2 separate regions of the Capra hircus genome follow, and region 2 is linked to region 1. A link is a contact called in public Hi-C data. All regions are on one chromosome and are shown on one strand. Each heading gives the region's core, a stretch centred on a gene start, on an enhancer-like site or on the middle of the called end of the contact. The rest is flanking DNA. Distances are from core to core; before and after follow the strand shown. Region 1 holds the start of PTK2B (protein-tyrosine kinase 2-beta). Region 2 overlaps PTK2B (protein-tyrosine kinase 2-beta).

What was found. A called contact is a pair of places that touch in the nucleus more often than the background predicts.
Region 2: a Hi-C map of blood shows a contact between it and region 1, with 5 times the contacts expected there. The contact joins the enhancer-like site here to the promoter of PTK2B in region 1. A contact is called at or near these places in 3 of 5 Hi-C or Micro-C datasets (all in blood).

The regions. Positions count from the first base shown.
Region 1 is chr8:74,210,082-74,217,061 of ARS1.2, forward strand. It overlaps PTK2B (protein-tyrosine kinase 2-beta), which reads left to right and starts at 1,993. Exons shown (of 30, transcript XM_005684040.3): 1 at 1,993-2,183.
Region 2 is chr8:74,315,067-74,321,622 of ARS1.2, forward strand. It overlaps PTK2B (protein-tyrosine kinase 2-beta), which reads left to right. Exons shown (of 30, transcript XM_005684040.3): 5 at 1,123-1,202; 6 at 3,535-3,597; 7 at 4,117-4,171; 8 at 4,609-4,749; 9 at 5,157-5,231; 10 at 5,847-5,948. Among named protein-coding and RNA genes, the nearest start is that of CHRNA2, 47 kb to the right of the region's middle. Within about 2 kb of position 1,260, at least 1 of the 5 cell types and tissues checked has an H3K27ac peak or open chromatin away from gene starts, as enhancers often do.

The DNA.
Region 1 (6,980 bases), core at 743-3,242:
AATTCCATGGACGGAGGAGCCTGGTGGGCTACAGTCCATGGGGTTGCAGAGTCAGACACAATTGAGCACACACACATTGGACAGAGTATAAGAAGACCTGAAGATGGAATTATACATTGCAGGGAATGCCTCAAGGTCTCTTTCACAAATAAAACCTGTGATGCTACAATTCCAGGAGCTAGATTTTGGAGCTTCAAAAGAATTTGCTAAAGACTTCAACAATTTAAATATCTGAAAACTTTTCTTCCCCTGAATTGAGTCAATGAAGATGTAGTTCATGGATTTGGCCACACAGAGGCAGCATACACAAATTCACCTTTTATTAAACCAGTCTGGAGTAGCTTTGCTCTTGAGTACCCACTGTCAAGACCAGGCACCAGACTCTCCACAGTTCACACAGGTTCTCATGCCTTCACACCACTGGACCTTCATCACCTCATTCCCATGCCAGGAAGACAATCAGGTCACCTGCTTTCTGATGCCCTCTGACAAGTTCCTCATAGGGTGGTCAGTTAGCGCCTCATCTTCCCCCATAAGTCTCCTTCTAACTCTAGTTTACCCTATCTGACTCGCCTTGTCACCCAAGCCCTGCCCAAAGTATCCCTGGATACCTACTTGTGTGTCTTCTCACTGCTTTGTAGACCCCGGCAACACTTGGTGCTGAGAACACGGCTGATCAGTGTATGGGATTAACAAGGCTGTCAGTTCCAACAGATGGGTTGTAAGTTACCCTGCATGAGTGGGTGGGTCCCAGGCTCAGAGATTCTGATTTTCAGTAGCCCCAGAGTCACATCCAGGTATCTGCATTTTAAGAGCTACAGACAGTCCACTGATCATAATTGCAGGAAACTGACTTTCTGATTTTGCAGCCTTGGACATTTTAATCTAAATCTGTTTTCTTTTCAGAAAATGGGAAGAATGAAAGGAAATGTTAACATAGATAAAATGTAAATGGAGTGTTCCTTGGCACAGTGGTTGGCATTTAGACATACTAACCGAATGCTGGCTCTTCTCTGGGGTGGCCCGTCCTCTGAGTTTGGAAGTGGTGGGGGAAGGAAGACTGGGGCTGGTTGTAGAGTACACTGGGCTGTCACAGGCAGCTGCACAACACCAGGGGGTGCCATGCTGAGAGACGCCTTTGTGAAGAGCATCCTCTAACAGTGTGGGAGATCCCAGTTCTTCTCAGGCTACAGAATGAAGAAGTTTGGGGTGGGGCTCTGGAGAGGAACTTTGCGAAGGTGAGGAATGCTGAGTGACACGCCAGCTTTTTGACTTTATGCTCAGTCCTGTTCACCTGCTCCTACTCAAGAAAAAGTCTAGAATCTTTCTAGTGACAGAGAAAGGGGTTACTAAGTGCCCTTGAGTCACTGCCTCGACTCTTGCTGCCCTGCTGGCCAGAGTGAAGAGGTAATCAAGCTCTTGGTTAACAAACCAAGTGGACTGATGTGGCGAGGGGACGAGAAAAGGCTGCCCAGCATCTTTGACTATTGTGCCTCTGGTCCTGGCTGTTGTAGTGCAGGGACCTGGTCTATGGCATTCAGACCCCTGGACCAGTTCTGCCAAAGCCCCTGGTGACAGTCACCTGATCTCTGGTGCCCCCACCCCATCCTCCCAAAGCAGCGCTTTAGGCCTTGAAGAGACCCGGAGGGACACCGATGCTGGGAGTGTGGCAGGCTGCTGACAGTCTCTAGCTCTGCAGCAGACCTGGGAGCTAAGAGGAAAGCTTCCCAGTGGAGAGGAAGGGAGAGCGAGGAGGGGTGGAGTTGGGGGTGCTCAACTGCTCACAAGGTGGAAGCGGTGGTGACAAAGACTATCAGGAGACCCCACGTGGGGTTGGGGGTGGCAGAGATGGCCCCCTCCCAGGTGGGCACGTGCAGCTCCGGGAATTGGCAGCGGCGTCTATTTCAGAGTTTATGGTAAGAGGCTGGAGCCACACACGCTCGGCACCGCAGACAACACACCCCACCCTTTAAGGAAGTGGGGAGGAGAGCGGCAGGGGTGTGGTTAAGCCGGAGGAGGAGAAGGGGAAAACACAAACCTGTCAGCGCTCTTACTCAGCGGAGGCCTCCCGAGCCGCCGCGAGCCCCTTCGGAAGCGCCCCTTACCTGCCTAGCCCCCGCCGCACCTGGCCGAGCAGAGAAGAAGCCGCAGCCGCCGCCACTGGAGCCGGCGCTTCGCCCCGAGTGAGTCCCCTCCCGCGATCGATCGGCGCCGAGCGCCCAGCCAGAAGTTGGAGGCTGGACGAGGGAGGGGTGGGGGGCGACTCCCGGACCGCGGATCCAGAAGTGGGCGCCTCTGGGCTGGCTAGCCCTCGGCCAAGGGGAGAAGGAGTCTATTTGGGGAGTTAATTTGAAACTCAAGGGTGTTTTCTTTCCCCTCTTAGTTCTCTTATCGGGTTCAGACAGGGAAGGCCGGGATTATGAGAGGACTCAGAAGGGCCCCCTGCCTGCAAAGGTCAGATCAGAGAGCTTTCAGAATCCACCTTCCACTCCTGCCTTAGAGCCTTTGCCGGCGCCCCGCGCTGCACCCCCACCCCCCGCCCCTGCCTCTGAAGACAGCGCTCCCACCCCGGTCACGGGCCCATGAACACCCCGGGGCTCCCCGCTTTGGATTCTTGTTCCCCCACCTGACCACCTCACGAGGCATCTTCTGTATGTTGCACCCCCGACTGGAAGCGAGCAGGGCTCTGCAAGGGCGTAGAGGCAGGACTACTGTGTGTGTGTGTGTGTGTGTGTGTGTGTGTGTGTGTGTGTGTGTGAGTGAGTGAGTACCTGTGTGTCCTGGGGAACTAAAGTTAAGACCTGCTGCCGCCCTGGGTCTCTGTGAAACTACTTGGGAATGCCCCTAAAGAGTTAAGCTCCCTGCCTCCTCCTGGCAGGCGGTGCGTGGGCAAAGCCTGGGGTGGGTGAGCAGGCAGCATATGGGTGCTGTTCTGAGCCCAGCAAGAACCCCACCAACTGCCCTAACCCTCAGCCATCTGACACTCTCTACTCCCTGCACCCCAAACTTGGTGCTCAATCCAGTTAGACTCCTCCAAGGGTCAGGAAAGGAAGGAACAGAATTTGGGACGCAGGGGACACTCACCAGGGGCACTCAGAAGCCAGAGCAGAGCTTCCCCTGACCTGTAGCTGGACATGAGCCCTCGGGGGCAGTTGGTGCCAAAGATGAGGGAAGGGGCAGGAGGAGGCCCCTCCCTCGAGGGCAAGGAATGCAGTTGTGGACCTAACCCCAGATTTCACAACTCCTCTGGGGGCGGGTGAGAGGAGGCAGAGATGAAAAAGTGAGTGAAGATGGACGGAGGGAGGGAAGTAGACTCACCAAGAGACAAGCTCTGGCAGGACACTGGGCTCTCATTCCTTCATTCTGTACACATTGGCTGACTTCCTACCCCAGGCCAGGTGCTAGCACTGGGCATGAGGGACCCCAGTGTGCACCATCTGCACCCCCCCAACCCCCGCAACCCACCAGCAGTGCTGTGGGGAGGAAAGCAGCAGGTGGTGACCGCTCAGTGCTGGGGACTGTGGGAGGAACTGGTCAGGGTGTCCAGGAAGGCTTACTGGCAGAAGTGGCTCTAAGTGGAGACCTGAAGGATCAGTAGAATTAGTCTGGGAGGGAAAGAGGGGGATGAACAGCGCAGGGCACAGCAAGTGCTGAGACTGGAGGCCAGAAACAGCATGACGCACCCAGGAAACTGAAAGTAGCTCGGGGTGTTCAGTGCGTGGAGAGTGCAGGGGCGAAGTGACGCTGCAGAAGTGGGGAGAGAAGCTCCAGGAGGGTCTGCTTGGACTGCCATGGCAACTCCTGTCACTCAGGCCCTAGAGCCAGCAGCCTCTGACTTGACTCAAGGGCGGGGCTTCCAGATTTAGCAAATGAAAACACAGAACACTTGGATTTGAATCTCAGATAAGCCACGGTGTATTTGTCAAGTACAAGTATGTCCTGTGCACTCTTTGGGACATACTTGTACTAAACCATTATTCACTGTTGATCTGAAATTCAGGTGTGACAGGACGTCTTGTATTTTATCTGGCACCTGTCTTTCAGTACAGTGGTCCCCAATCTTTTTGGTACCAGGGACCCATTTCATGGAAGACAGTCTTTCCACGGACTGGAAGGTGGGGAGGGATGGTTTCAGGATGATTCATGCTCATTTGTTGTTCATTTTATTTCTATGACTTTTACATCTGTTCCACCTTGGATCCCCGGGCATTAGATCCCAGAGGCTGGGGACCACTGGTGTGGGAGAAAGCTGAGGATGCTACTGTGCTTGGAAGTGAGGGGTGGGTAGTGTGCAGGCACCAAGGGAACAGTCTCAGGACATATCATCTTGTAGCCAGTCCTCCTAGATTCCACTTTGGGGCTTGTCCACTAATTGACCATGTTGTCTCTTAAAAACAAAACCAAACAAAAACAATTCCTTAGTCTTTGGAGCTGAATGGACCTGGTCAAATGCCAGCTTGGCCACCTGCCTGCTGTGAGACCCCCATAAACCACTTAGCTCTTCAGAGCCCCAGAACCTCTTCTCAGAAATGAGGACGAGAGTACCTGTTTGTCCAGGTTGTAGGCTGGCTCCCTGGTCATGTATGTAAATTACCCAGGGAATGCTGAAGAAAAAGTGGTAGATATTAATCTTTGTAACACTTTCCCGGAGGTGACCAAAGTAGCATCCTCAAAGGACTTGGGGCTCATTTATTTCTGTTTTTATTTATTGAGTGCTCAGAGGTACCATAGAGAAGGCAATGGCAACCCACTCCAGTGTCCTTGCCTGGAGAATCCCAGGGACGGGGGAGCCTGGCGGGCTGCCGTCTATGGGGTCGCACAGGGTCGGACACGACTGAGCAGCAGCAGCAGCAAAGGTACCAACGTCTTCCCAGGTGGCACAGTGGTAAAGAAGCCGTCTGCCAATGCAGGAGATGTGGGTTCGATCCCTGGATCGGGAAGTTGCCCTGGAATAGGAAATGGCAACCCACTCCGGTATTCTTGCCTGGGAAATCCCATGGACAGAGCCCAGTGGGCTACAGGCCATGGGGTCATGTGGAGTCGAACACTACTGAGTGACTGAGCACAGAGGTCCCAGGGGAAATATGCGGTGGGGATCCCGCTCCCAGGGAGAGAGTGGGTTAGCTCCTGAGAGGGAGAGCCTGGCTCATTTTTCAGCTTTGCCTTTGACCTGCTGCCTAGATGCCCTGCTTCAAGGGAAGAGATAACCGGCTCTTCTATTGGAGGATACTGGGAGTGGAGAGGGGGCGAGGGGAGGGGAATGATTCAAAGAATTAACTGAAAGGAAATGTGAGTGAAGTAACAGGGAGAATCCAGGTAAACAGCTAGCACAGTGGCTGACAGAGACAAACGTGCCATAAAATTTGGCTGTCAATATTTGCATTTTTATATTTTGAAAGATTTATTTATTTGACTGTACTGGGTCTGCATCGCTGCGCTGGACTTTCTCCAGCTGCCTCCAGCTGGGGCTATTCTTTGCTGCAGTGTTCAGGCTTAAACTCTAGGTGCATGGGCTTCAGTGGTTGTGGTGCATGGGCTTAGTTGCCCTGCTGCCTGTGGGATCTTCCCAGACTGGGGGTTGAACCTGTGTCCCCTTCACTGGCAGTCAACCCCTAGACCACCAGGGAAGCCCAACACACCCATTTTTATTCTGAGTAACTTATTAGGAAAATAGAGCTCAGGGGTAGAAGAAGTAAGGATGCCTTTTTTTACTTTTATGGGGGTGTTTGTAAGAGCAAATTAACTGGCATCCTGAAAGGGAACATGGAAGGAGCTAAGAATCTGTTAAGAGAAAGAGGAAATGGAAAGTGTGTTTCCTTATGAGAATCGCTGGATTAAAAATGGCCCTTTTTTCCAGTGGCTGAATCTTCCCATCCTCCTGCCCAGTGATAAGCATTTTGTCCCAGCTCTTAGAGCAGCATTTGCCAAACAGTATTCAGAGGAACTCTGTGCCATGAGATGGTTACAGGTGTTCCACTGGTGACACGTTCCAAGGAGCCCACTCTCGGATAAATATGCATTTGTCCCGCATGTTTGCATGATCTAGACCATGGTCAATTCCACAGAAAAGTCATCTGTATTGCTGAACTTCCGTGGTAGTGGTGGTTTCGTCATTAAGGCATGTCCAACTCTTTCGACCCCATGGACTGCAGCCTGCCAGGCTCCTCTGTCCATAGGATTCTCCAGGCAGAGAATAGAATGGGTTACCATTTCCTTCTCCAGGGGATCTTCCTGACCCAGGGATCAACCCAGATCTCCTGCATTGCAGACAGATTCTTTACCAACTGAGCTATGAGGGAAGCCCCAGAAGTCCCTAAATTTGACTATAGACCCCTTGTAGTGGGATGTTGTTGTTCAGTAGCTAAGTTATGTCCAACTCTTTGTGACCCCATGGACTGCAGCAGGGCACTCTTCCCTTTCCTTCACCATCTCCCGGAGCTTGCTCAAACTCATGTTCATTGAGTCAATGATGCCATCCAGCTATCTCATCCTCCGTCACCCCCTTCTCCTGCCCTCAATCTTCCCCACCACCAGTGAGTCAGCTCTTCGCATCAGGTGGCCCAAGTATTGGAGCTGCAGCTTCAGCATCACTGCTTCCTATGAATATTCAGGGTTGATTTCCTTTAGGATTGACTGGTTTGATCTCCTTCCAGTCCAAGGGAGCTCTCAAGAGTCTTCTCCAGCACCACAGTTCAAAAGCATCAATTCTTTGACACTCAGCCTCCTTTATGGTCCAACCCTCACATCCGTATGTGTAGTGGGTTAGAGAGGGCACTATTACCTTCTCAAGGGAAACAGCCAACCCACACCTAGTGACTGTTGATGTGAGTGCAGTTCTTGGACCAAGCAGATCTTTCCATGGGCATCATTCATCCCATACCTCTAGCCTGGACTCAGCAGTGTCTAGCTTATGGAAGATCTTCAGGTACTTGGCACCACGTGCCCTGTCCTAGCATCACTCGTGCCTCATGTACACAAAC
Region 2 (6,556 bases), core at 10-2,509, 100 kb after region 1:
AGCAGTATTCTTGTAAACCAACTCTCTGATTTGTAGTACTTGCCAATTTCCATGGTGTAAATAACCCCTGGTAGCTCAGGCAGTAAAGAATCCACCTGCAGTGCAGGAGACCTGGGTCCAGAAGCTCCCCTGTAAAAGGAAATGGCACCCCACTCCAGTATTCTTAGTTGGGAAATCCCATGGACAGAGGAACCTGATGGGCTACAGTCTGTGGGGTCACAAGAGTCAAACACAACTTAGCAACTAAACTAAATCAAATACTCCCATCTTGGCCTATTTCAAAAGATTAATATATCAAGCAGCTCACAAGATTTTGGAAAACTTAATAACTGACTTCCATGAGCTGTTTGGAGCTCACCGCACTCCTGGCTGTAGTGCCCCTGAGGTGCCCAGCACAAGACATGGCTGCAAATAAGCACTACGTGCACGAGAGCCGCCACAGCCGTTTTGTGTCTGGCCTTTGCCCCAGCCTACGTCTCCCTCCCGGTCCTCTAGAGACCGAGCCAGACTTTTCTCATATCTTGAGTGACATCCGTCTCTACTTACCAACAAGGCTTTGGGTAAATTACTGTGTGCGTGTGTGCTCAGCCGCTCAGTCACGTCCGACTCTTTGCAAACCCAAGGACTGTAGTCCGCCAGGCCCCTCTTGCCTCTCCAGGCTAGAATCCTGGAGTGGGTTGCCATGCCCTCCTCCAGAGGATCTTCCCAACCCAGGGGTCAAACCCTCATCTGTGTCTCCTGCACTGCAGGAGGATTCTTTACCGCTGAACCATCGGGAAGCCAGAATAAATGACTAACTCCTCCCCCCATTCCCAGTTTCTTTATCTCCGAAGTGAGGGGTGGGAGAGGGGAACCTGAAGTTCCTGCCTTGTGGACGCTTAAAAAAATGTGCTTTGAAAGTACTTCAAAAACTCAATCACGCCTGTAGGGGCACAATCAACACTACCCAGGGCACCTCCCCCTCCTGCTATGTGGTTGTGCATTTGTGGGGGGAGGGATGAGAGACCACTCAGGGCAGCAGGATGGTGTTCAAAGCCCCCTCCACCTCCTGGGGCCTCTGCTCATCTCAGGGAAATGGGGAGCGAGGGCGGGAGTCTGAACCGTGGCCTTTCTCCCTGCCAGCTCCGGAACGACTACATGCAGCGCTATGCCAGCAAGGTCAGCGAGGGGATGGCCCTGCAGCTGGGCTGTCTGGAGCTCAGGTAGGTGGCCTCCGGGCCACTCCAGGGAGGTTGCCTGCTCCTTCCCTCCTCCACTGGGCTCTCGGCCAGCTTGGACTCTCCTCCAAGGCAGGAATGTGAGAGCCGGAAGGGGACAAGTGGTGGCTGACAGATGGTAAGGCCCCGAGGTGCTCACCGTCTGGCCCTGGGAAGAGAGGCGCCAGCCCTCTCTCTGGTCGATGTCCCCTGTCTGCCTTTCGCTGCCACTGTTCTTGCCTCCCAGGCTCTGGCTTCTTCCTTCCACCTGCCATCCAGGTGATCCAGTAAACGTTCCTTTGAATACTAGGCAAGCTTCTGGGAGATACTAGAATGCTGGGATTCCATCTGTGTTGCTCACTGCTGTATCCCCTGCTCCAATAGGTGCTAATAGATGTGTACAGAGTTAGTAAATCATCCAGCTCAGACACTCAGTCATTTCTGACTCTGTGACCCCACAGACTGTAGCCCACCAGGCTCCACTGTCTGTAGGATTCTCCAGGCAAGAATACTGGAGTGGGTTGCCATTTCCTCCTCCAGGAGATCTTCCCAACACGGGGATCGAACCTGCATCTCCTGCACTGCAGACTAATTCTTTACCACTGAGCCACCAAGGAAGTCCCCAAAGTTGTTTGCTTTCCCTCAACATTCTTAGAAAACCTTGGAGCACGCCTGTGAAGCACACCTTGATAACAGGCAGTGTGACCCTGGGCTCTTCCTACAGTGCCCACTCAAGGGTCTGTCCGTCTCGAAGTCTCCCATTGCCCAGGTCCACCCCACCTACCCCTCCCTGCACGGATTGGCCATAAGGCCGTATGTATCCACCACTCTGTCAGATGCCGAGTGGCTCACATGCACTAGTCTGAAATCCATCAAATCCTTGAACTCAGGGTTGGTGCCACCTTCTCCTGGCTCACAGTGAGGGCACAGTATGAGTTTGTATGGCTGGGTAACCATGAAAGGTCTGAAGACCTCTTTGCTGGTGGACACGTGCTGACATTTATTTTGTAGAGTTACTTAACTGCATGAAGCATGCCAATATGGTCAGTTACCTGGAAGTACATTTGCAGCTCACCCAACCCAGGGGGCGTTGCAGATGGCCATGATGCCTTGTACAATGTGGAGTATTTGGAACACGTAGGGAAGGAGAAAAGGTGACTAAAATCATTTGAAAATCCATTAACCAGAGATAACCTCCATTAGCAGAGTTGCTCCAAGTCAGGCTTTTTCCAATGTATTTTTTTTCCTCTAAAATCGGGACCATAATTATTATTACTTATCTTGATTGACAATATGTTCAAAAATACCATTGAATAAAAACTGTTAAGGACATAGCACTACATGTTTTAAGTTTTTATGTAGATCTCTTCTATGATTTCATGCTTTAGATATTCTTCTCAGTTACATGATTTGAGACTATTTCTCTAGCTTTTCTTCTAGTTTTAAAATAATTTCATTATTAACATTTTCCCTTTAATCTATCTAGAATAAATATTTAGAATAAAGTGTGAGATGAAGGCCTAACCATACTCTTTTCTAAACACTGTAAATTTTGTAAATTTATTGTTTATGAATCATAAGTTACTTGCCCTTCTCTGCTTATGGTATCAAAAGCATAAAACTATTCCCAGATGGGCACAAGGACACATGAGTTAAAGTAACACTGAGTTACTAATGTATGATCAGGAGTGGGACAATGTCTGCAACAGTTGAAGAAATTACTAGACACACTGATCCAAACAGGGAAGGGAAGATAAGACAAATAGTATTGGCTATTTGGTCTCCACGTAAATAATTATTATAAATAAGTAATACCTAAAAATCTCTATGAAGACATATATTTTAAGGGAAAATCATACTTAAAGAATATGTATAAAAAGTTAACAGATGTCACCCAAAATTTTTATGTGTACTATATTTTATAATTATTTGCATGCATACACATAGGTTTTCAGAGGTAGAAAATGAGGGGAAAGGAAGTCACAAAGGGAACACAGAACCTAAAAGGTGGATGTCAGTGTTTCTCAGCTATAAGTCGAGTGTTGGCTGCTTTGGGTCATTTATTTTTAGAGACCACTGGTAGAACCCCTGTCCTCCTCCTCTGCCCACCAACTGCATAAGCCAGAGGTGGACACCCTGGAGTACAACTGGAGTCTTTCCTAGGGAGGAAATTTGTGGGTTTTCTAAAATTCACAGTTTTCTAAATACTGAATTTTTCACCTCTCCTTCCTTTCTCCCTCCTAGTGGTTCCCACATCCGGCAGGGGAGGGTGCTTCTGGGCCAACATGTGGGCATTGGGTGGCCCAGCTCTGATGGCCTATGGCTTCTCTCTCTGCAGGCGGTTCTTCAAGGACATGCCCCACAATGCACTTGACAAAAAGTCCAACTTCGAGCTCCTGGAGTAAGTCCTGGGACTGGCCCCAGCCTCTCTTCCCTTCCCCTCTCCTGCTTGGCTCTTCTTGCTCACCTCCTATACACCTCCATCCCCAGACCAGAGCCAGGCAAGACCCATCTCCCTGGTGTGCTCACCTTTCCCTGATTGGCCCGAAGTCCTGAGCTGGGGATATAGAAACTATTAATCACTCAGTCTTGTCCAATTCTTTGCAACCCCATGGATGGTAGCCCACCAGGCTCCTCTGTCCATGGAATTCTCCAGGCAAGAATACTGGAGTGGGTTGCTGCTGCTGCTAAGTTGCTTCAGTCGTGTCTGACTCTGTGCGACCCCATAGACGGCAGCCCACCAGGCTCCACCATCCCTGGGATTCTCCAGACAAGAACACTGGAGTGGGTTGCCATTTCCTTCTCCAGAGGATCTTCCTGACCCAGGGATCGAACCTGAGTCTCACGCAATGCAGGCAGTTCTTTACCATTTGAGCCACCAAAGTGAACTCAAATGCTGCTTTTTCCCCCTTACTTTCAGGAAAGAAGTGGGCCTGGACCTGTTTTTCCCAAGGCAAATGCAGGAGAACTTAAAGGTGAGGAAACCAGTAGATGAAGAGCCCAGAAAGACTCCCTTCGTGCCTCCCTTATGTCACCCAAGGAATAGATCTATAAGGGATGGAGCTGGGGACCCTTGGGCAAGCCAGGGTGTCTGTGCTGCCTTAGGCCATCTGGACCTGGGACTGCTCCATGCATCCCGTGGGCCCATCTGTGTCCGGGAATCAAGAAACCCTGCTCTAGTTCCACATCAAAGGCCAGTTAGCTCTATGGCCTGAGCACTAGGGGTGCTACCACCCCTGCCTGCCTCCCAGGGCCATGGTGAGCTCCCTTGAGACCACCATGGTGTAAGAGATCACCACTGCCCTCACAGTCTACAGAGGCCTAAGGAACTGTCCTACAGCAGTGCGCAGGCCTGCGGTGAGATCCTAAGGGAAGGAATTGGGCCCTGCTCACCCCTGACCCTCTCACCCAGCCCAAGCAGTTCCGGAAGATGATCCAGCAGACGTTCCAGCAGTACGCCTCGCTCCGGGAGGAGGAGTGCGTCATGAAGTTCTTCAACACCCTCGCAGGCTTTGCCAACATTGACCAGGAGACCTATCGCTGTGAACTCATTGTAACACCGCCCTCTTTTCATTCTCCCCCTGACCCAAATCCCAAGTCTCTCCGGAGAGCCGGCCACGGGGGCAACTCAGGGTGGGGATGGGGGTCGAGACAACCCTCCAACCTACTGCTTGTAGGTTCTGTGGCACCAGGACCTCCCCCAGTATATCTGAAAATGCAACTAATGCTAAGCTACTTGCTTGCCAAAGGGAGCTGAAACCTTGGCTCCAACTCTGGGAGGAGGTGGGCAGTGCTGGCAGAGTGTTGGGAGCAGGGTGATCTGTATGGTGGGAGGTTAGGATGGAAGGAGCTGGAGGGCCCAGGAGACATGGCTTGTGTCTAGCTAGTGAACTGTTTTCAAGCTTCTGAAATACGGGCAGACAGAACAGAGGCAACAACCTGTCTCTCCTTTGATTCCAGCAAGGATGGAACATTACTGTGGACCTGGTCATTGGCCCTAAAGGCATCCGCCAGCTGACAAGTCAAGATGCAAAGGTAGAGAGAGATGGGGTGGGGAGGGGGGCAGGCCCCACCCAGCTCCAGGCAGAGTGCTCTTTCCCTTTTGGCTGCCTCCCATCCTGGCCTGTCCCATCGGTTCTTCCACACCATTGCTGAGAGCAGAGAGGTTCTTGGTATCAGCAGCTGTGGGGAGGCTATTTGGGATAATGGCATGGGGAGCATGGGCCATTACATCCCTGGGACTGTCCCTGGCACAGAGTGGGTGGGGACAGGTGTGGGTAAGGTGGGGGAGGGGAAGAGGGAAGGATACTACTGTTGCTCTTCTGGCAATAGTAGTTGCTCTTTCAGTGGCATATGGGGCTATCATGTCCCTGGGAGTCAGAAGAACCAGGTCCAGCCCTGGCCCTACCACCAGCTTGGCATATGACCGTGGACAAACCTTGACTCTTTCCAGGCTCATTTTTTCTTCTGCAAGGGGCTTGGGCTAGGTGATCCTTCTAACCTGAGTGGTCTTTGATTCCCTCTTCATCCCCACCAAGAGACTCCAATGCCTGGTTCTTCCTCGCTCCCTACCCCCACCCCATACTGATCAATCCTCGTGGCCCGATCCCAGGAATCGGATGGTCTGAAGGAACCCCTCCTTTCCCACAGCCCACCTGCCTGGCCGAGTTCAAGCAGATCAAGTCCATCAGGTGCCTCCCTCTGGAGGAGGGCCAGGCGGTACTGCAGCTGGGCATTGAAGGCGCTCCCCAGGTGAGCAGCTCTGAGAACACTGGGCATGCCTGCTCAGGCCAGCCTGGCCAGGGCGTCCCTGCTGCCGAGATCTTGTTAAGTAAAGGGCACCTAGTTCTTAGACCAGGTAGCAAGATGATGTCAAACTAAGGGAAATTATATCAGGAAGCAAAACTGTTGTTAAAAATGTCAAGAAAGAAGTTGTAGGAAGTTTGGGGGAGGGCAGGAGTAAAGTGACCAGAAATCAAGGTACAGATCAGAGGTCTAACTGTGAACAGGAAACAATGACTCAGAACCAAGACCTTGGGGACCCATGGCTTTTTGTAGGTGGGAGAACGAGAGAGACCTCAGACCACAGACAGATTGTATGCCCGTCCTTTCATCCACGTGTCCTCTGCCCCACTCCCTCCCTCTTCCCTTTTCTCCCTTTCTGCTCAAGCATACAAGGCATGTGCTGCGTGCTCAGTGACTAGAAAAAGGAATTCCCTTCCTGGAGTGTAAGGTGGTCAGTTGGGCGGGGTGACGAGAGCGCCCCCTGGTGGCAATGGGGAATACAAGCCGAGCCCCAGAAGAGGAGCTGGTGGAGTCCAGGCAAGCCATGGTTAGAAGTCCTGCAGTCCCGTGGGGTT